2 separate regions of the Gossypium hirsutum genome follow, and region 2 is linked to region 1. A link is a contact called in public Hi-C data. All regions are on one chromosome and are shown on one strand. Each heading gives the region's core, a stretch centred on a gene start, on an enhancer-like site or on the middle of the called end of the contact. The rest is flanking DNA. Distances are from core to core; before and after follow the strand shown. Region 1 holds the start of LOC107931870. Region 2 holds the start of LOC107949024.

The links. A called contact is a pair of places that touch in the nucleus more often than the background predicts.
Region 2: a Hi-C map of leaf shows a contact between it and region 1, with 2.5 times the contacts expected there. The contact joins the promoter of LOC107949024 here to the promoter of LOC107931870 in region 1. A contact is called at or near these places in 2 of 34 Hi-C or Micro-C datasets (callus and leaf).

The regions. Positions count from the first base shown.
Region 1 is chrA12:104,920,498-104,923,736 of Gossypium_hirsutum_v2.1, reverse strand. It overlaps LOC107931870, which reads left to right and starts at 1,745. Exons shown (of 8, transcript XM_016863828.2): 1 at 1,745-1,849; 2 at 2,781-2,933; 3 at 3,031-3,239. The coding sequence starts at 3,173.
Region 2 is chrA12:105,063,184-105,066,425 of Gossypium_hirsutum_v2.1, reverse strand. It overlaps LOC107949024, which reads left to right and starts at 1,375. Exons shown (of 3, transcript XM_041083568.1): 1 at 1,375-2,681. The coding sequence starts at 1,731.

The sequences.
Region 1 (3,239 bases), core at 496-2,995:
AAATACTTCAAATTCGGGGTTTCTCTAATTTTGAATATTTAAAATTTGTATCAATTTCATATTCAAATCCATTCAAGTAGAAACTGGATGAGTTTAAATGATTAATTTTCACAATTAAATTAAAATAAATAAAATCTAAGTTAAATTTTAATATTAGTCCATGTACTTTATAAAAGTCGTGGATTTAATCATTATATTTTTCTTTGATAAATTTTAGTCTCCTATATTCTTCAAATTCTAGAATTTTAATCCCAACTGAAACAATAGGAGTTAAATATGTTTGATCAAATTCAATTATTGGAGCTATACTATACATGCAATTGCAGATTTAGCCTACATACTACAATTGGATCACTTTATGTCCTTATACTTTTTGAATTCTGAAATTTCAGTATTGATGTAAATGACCACCGTTACTCTATTACATGAATCTTTAGTGAGTAATATGTAAAAATAACAAGCTGACATGGCATTACACATATGATAATATATTTGCCGCATTAGATTTTGAAAATATCGCAACTTAGGTTATGCTTGATAATCTAAAAAATTAAATGTTGAAAAATAAGTACTAAAAAAATAAATATTGAATTTGAGTTATAAAATATGTTTAGTGTTTTATTTAAAATTGAGCAGTAAATATAATTAAATTATTTGATAGAGAATAATATAATCTTAAATGAAATAAAATAAAATAAAATAAAAAACCATTAAATTTATTCTCTATTAAGTGATGTGTAAGAACTTATCCACTTATCATTTTATATATATATATTTTTTCAGCAAAAAATCTATTCAATTGGTTTCATTGTGGGTTATCAAATGCGTTTGAAAAATTAAGTTATGAAAATATTAATTCATAGTTGATTGATTTTTCTTCAACACTTTATCAAACAAAATGAATTCAATAGTTAATATTCGGTGAGAACTATAAAATTTTAAAGGATAAAAATTAAAATTGATCAAATTAAAATATAAATACTAAATTAACAACCTTTGTAAAGTATAAAAAGGGTCAAAATTTGTAATAAGACCTCGTACTTTGCATAAATTGTAAATTTTGTACATGTACCTTAATTTAATTGATTTTAGCTCGTGTACTTTTCGAATTTTGAAATTTTAGTATTGATCTAATGGTAACAATTAAATCCGTATGTTCAAATTATGTCACCAGTCTGTATATTTTGATTAAAGTTATAATTTAGTCTGCATTTACATATTGGATCATTTTTAGTAGCTATAATATTTGAATTTCAAAATTTTAGTTTTAATGCAAACGACTTTTGTTAAATCTATTAACTAATTTTTTGTGAGTAATATGTGAAAACAATTTGACACATTAAATTTCAAAATAATAAGACTTAACTTAATGAATTTAATAATTATTATTTAATTAGGAATAGAATTTTCAAATTCTAAAAATGACAAAATTAAAGTATAAAAGAAAATAAGAGGTGTATTAACAAAACTTTACAAAAATAATAGCAGAATTTAACCTAAAATAGGAATTCAAACGAATCAAGGTAGGAACAAAATGAAGGGATTTAAGTTTATGGGGTATGGCGACACACCACAACATTTAACGCAGTCATGAAGAATTCGTGTGCGGGAGAGTGCGTAGGTAAGAATAGGAACCATGCAAAACAATTTCCTCACCAAACAAATTAATCCAATGGGACCCACACTATCACTTCCATATCACTCTGGGTCCCACATCCATTAAATACCCCCACTCCGCTTATTATAGCCGTTAGCCGAGCCATTTTCAACAAAATAAAACACAATGGCGTGTTGCATTGCCCGGTTACCAAAGGAAAATGAAAGGACCGACCGTACGACACCATGGCAGGTCGTTTCCCATGGCAGTTGATAAGCATTCACTGTGCTTTCTCTCTCCCTCTTTCCCATTTTTCGATTCAAACTTTTCTTTTCTTTCGAAAACCTCTGCATTTACAGTTTCTCTCTTTGCTCAACTAATAGGCGTTTTTCTTTCCCCCTCTTTTTATTTTTCTTATAAAGAAATGCTTACAAACCCAATTTTCTGAACCCGAAATCCAGTATCCCCGACCCGTAAAACACATTCATTGTATTGTACTGTGTTTTTCTTCTTTCTTTTGAATCGTTTTGCATTTTTATCGTGTTCTTCAGGTACCATCGGAATTTTTTTCCTTCTAAATTTGGGGTTTCTTTTATTCTATGCAAGATTCTTTTAAAAAATAGCCTTTTAGGCTTTATGTTTGAATGGATTGTATACCAAATAGTTTCTTAATTCTCACTTGGGTTTTAGCTGTTTTGTTTATTGAATTTGAGCATAACGTTGAAAGTGACTAATAGCGTTCTTTTTCTTTTTAAATGCCAAAATTCTGACCTTTTTCAACTTTTGTTTTACTAAAGTTTCCTCGAAGAAAATGCGGCCAAGAGAATCTTACAGCTTCTTCTGTTCTATCTATCTCTTTTCTTCTTAGATTAATGGAGGGTTTTAGAATGTAACCAGTTTTTATTTATTTTTCTGATGCTTCCCTTAAATGGTTCATGAGTGTTTTATTTTTTTATTTATAAGTTTTTGTTCTATAGTTAAAATTTCTAAGCAACCAAACATACTTGTCTTCATTGGTCTACTTTTTCTTGGCTATTGATATCTACAATCCAGCTTTTTAAAAAGTTTTTTTTTTCCCACCATGGGTTGGTGATTAATATATTGCAAATTGGATTGTTTTCAACCTTAAAGTTCTTAATACAAAAAAGGGTTTTAAGTTTTAATCCATTTCTGCTTGTTTCAGGTGATATGAACGGAAGCTTAATGATGAGATAGCAGTAGCATCGTCTTCTTTTTCGTGGGAGTTCATTTATTAAGATCAATTAAAGTCTCGTGAATCAGTGATCGGTTTCTCTGAAGACAAAACCCGCATTCATTTCTTCCTCTAAATATTCGTGTCAGTGATCAAACTTTCTCTTCTCTGGCTTCTATTTAATTAATCTTTACGATTCTCTCTGTACTTCATTAAAAAAAAACCTTGTCCTTTTTTACAGAATCATAACCTAAGGCTCAGAATCTTCCATTAATAAAACGAAAACAAACGTGGAAACTGATGGAGCTGATGGGGTTTTTGATTAGCTAAAGTCAGCTGTTTATTCCCCTAAGTTAGCTTTGTCTCGACAATTGTTAACAAAAATGTTGGAGCATGAACTGTGTTCTTCTCGGGTTCTGTCGCCGTTCAGGGAAGAAAGCGGCGATGAAG
Region 2 (3,242 bases), core at 126-2,625, 140 kb before region 1:
TGGGAAAACACTAAATAATTTTAAAAATTTAAAAAGAGTAATTTTTATTTTAGAAATATTTATATCTTTTATACTTTTATAATATATATTATAATTTTCTCTTTTAACAACAACGCAAATATACTTTTATTTTCTCTTTTAACAACTCAAATATAGATTAATTTTTAAGAATCATAAAATAAAATTATAAAAAACCTTAATTTTACACTTATTATTTTAGAAAAAAAATATTTTTAAGAGAATATTTTAATTTAAAATATTAAATTTTTCAATTTTTTATATATAATTTTTTTTATAAATATATTAGTGAGAAATTTTTCACTTGTTACTAAATCTAGTATATTAATAATTTCCTTTTTCTTTTATGATAGAATATAAGTAACTTTCAACATAATAAACGCGCGTAATGGTTGGGTTAAGCTGAAAGAAAACTGTTTTTGTAAATTAACTTTCAAATAACGCATATTACATAATTAACTTTCAACATCTATCTCCCAATCAAAAAGGCAAAAGCTTTCATCATCTGTCGCTGTCTAACTTCAAATCTTTTGTTCTGTTGTTGCACTTCTATCTTTTATGCCTTGGATGGAGGTGTAATTGCTCAACACACACAACTCACCCTAAATTTACCCCTTTTTTCTTTGACGCATGACTCTTGGTCAAATTCTTCGGAAGATCCTTATATTAGGCATTATTTTTAGATTTAATCCTTCTATTATGACTTTTATTGTTTCTATTTTTTTTCTAAATGCAGTGTATATTTCTAATTATAATCTCTTCTCAATCTTTAAATAGAAAGAAAATTATATTTTTTTTGTGAAAAAAACATAACAAAAAATACAACTTAAGAGATTCTGAAAGACACTAAAAGATTTATCTTGTTGGATAGTCGAAACCACCACATCAAGAGAAACTTCAAAAATTTGGAGGGAGGTTTGCCAAGATAGGCTGATCTTTGCCAATTGGTCAGCAATTAAATTGCACTCTCTGGGGACATACTTGAATTCTCACTGATCTTTAGATTGTAAAACTCGTTTAAGTTTAAAAAAAATGTATTTAAACACATTTAAACTTACATCTTTCTAATTATTGTAATAGCAATAATGTGAACTGAGTTATTTTTTAAAACTTAAAAAAAAACATATTAAAGAATATAACTTATATTACTATTTAGAAAATAAAAAATATATATTTTTCTTTATTGCTTATATAAATCAGGATGATGTAATTTTCAAATGTATGGAGTTAGTTATAAAATTTTCAATTAAATTAGACCATTAATTCATTTAAACCCAATTGTCGGCTAAATACGTATATTTCCCGCCTTTAAGTAGAAAAAAGGTAGGGTCAGTCGTCACCTCCAAAATCTAGTACCAAATCCAAGTCGCTCACAGGGTTCTAGAAATCTCAGTGCATTACACCCCAAATTAATAAAATAATAAGTAAAAAGAATTACTTGGTATTTAATTACTTTGGACTTTGAAGGATCCCTTCTAGCGGTGGTTTGCAACCTGGCAACAATGCAAGCTCTCACCTTTACTCATCTGCAACTACAGCCTTCTTCCTTCCATCACCACTTTTCTCCCATTTTCATCTGATTTTGTTTTCTGGGTGCCATCTGATCTTAAAGTCCTTTTTCCCCCATTTTTAGATTCTCCTAGAGAATCCAACATTACATGCAAAAGTAAAGAGAAAATCTTTAATTTTTTTAACAGAATTTTGAAAAGAAAATGAAGGACGCCAAGAAAGATTCAGAAATGGTATGGGATCAGATTCAGATGAGGAGCCCATCGGGAAATCCGCTTGTTCTTGGACATTCGACCCGACCCATTCCCAAGCTCATGGTCTGGTTAATCCTCTTTGTTTCAGTTACCTATGTTGTCTACACTCTCAAGCTGCTAACGGCCTCAGTTCATCACACTTCCGATGATTTCCCGTTTACTTTATCCACCAGAACAGGCATTACATCTCCGCCGTCGATTCTCAATCAGACGGCTGAGACAACGTCGCCCCTTCTTCGCCATCGAGATGTCCGAGAAAAACTGGCGGTAGCGGTGCAAATGCCGAATAAACCGAAGCCGACGGAGATCCAGGACATCGTTTTCGGGGTCGCGGCTTCTTCCAAGCTATGGCAGCAGAGGAAAGAGTACATCAAGATTTGGTACAAGCCGAACAAAATGCGGGGCGTGGTTTGGCTTGACGATCGCGTGAAGTACTCTCCGGAGGACAAGCAAACCCTTCCACCGGTTCGTGTCTCCAGCGACACTTCCAACTTCGCCTACACGAACCGGCAAGGTCACCGGTCGGCGATTCGAATATCGCGGATCGTGACGGAGACGTTGAGGCTTAAGATGGATAATGTCCGGTGGTTCGTGATGGGTGACGACGACACCGTGTTTATCACGGACAATCTGATTAGGATTTTGAGGAAATACGACCATACACAGTATTACTACATCGGGAGCTTGTCGGAATCTCATATCCAGAACATTTTTTTCTCCTACGGCATGGCATACGGCGGTGGAGGTTTTGCCATTAGCTACCCTTTGGCTAAGGCTTTGGCGAAGATGCAGGACCGGTGTATTCAGAGGTACCCAGGATTGTACGGCTCAGATGACCGAATGCAGGCTTGTATGGCTGAACTCGGTGTCCCACTCACTAAGGAACTCGGCTTCCACCAGGTCGGTGACTCAGTTTGTTGAGTTGGTAAAGTGCATGCATTGTTTCTATTACTTTTAGTAACTTCAATGCTAGTATAAGTATCTCTAATAGTAATGTAATCGGGTAAGTTAATCCTAACTGAATTTAATACTGTGTGAGTTAATGAAGCATTTGTAGGGGTGTTGAAGTTGCATTTCACATTTCTATTTCAAGAAAATTTAATTCAGGTGCATGAAATAGGTTTGATGGTTCATTTGGGTAAAGATTATAATGCTGCCAGGAGCATAAAAATGAAAAAAAATCATTAAAATACTCTTAATAGCAAATTAAAACTGAGGGAGTTATAAATAGATATTTCAACTAAAAATCCAAAATATTTTGGATTACATTACTTGGAATCGGATGAAATCGAATTGGTCATTACTGCAACCGCGGTTTAATCATTGTTTGTCAACAGTAGTTTAGGTGTATGAACCTTGGGTGGTTGATTAGCTCAATGCATTTGGTTGTCAGAGCTAGACATAGGCGATGGGGTTAGGACCCGTGTGTTGGTAAGGTTTCGACCTCAGTTTGTTAGGTTT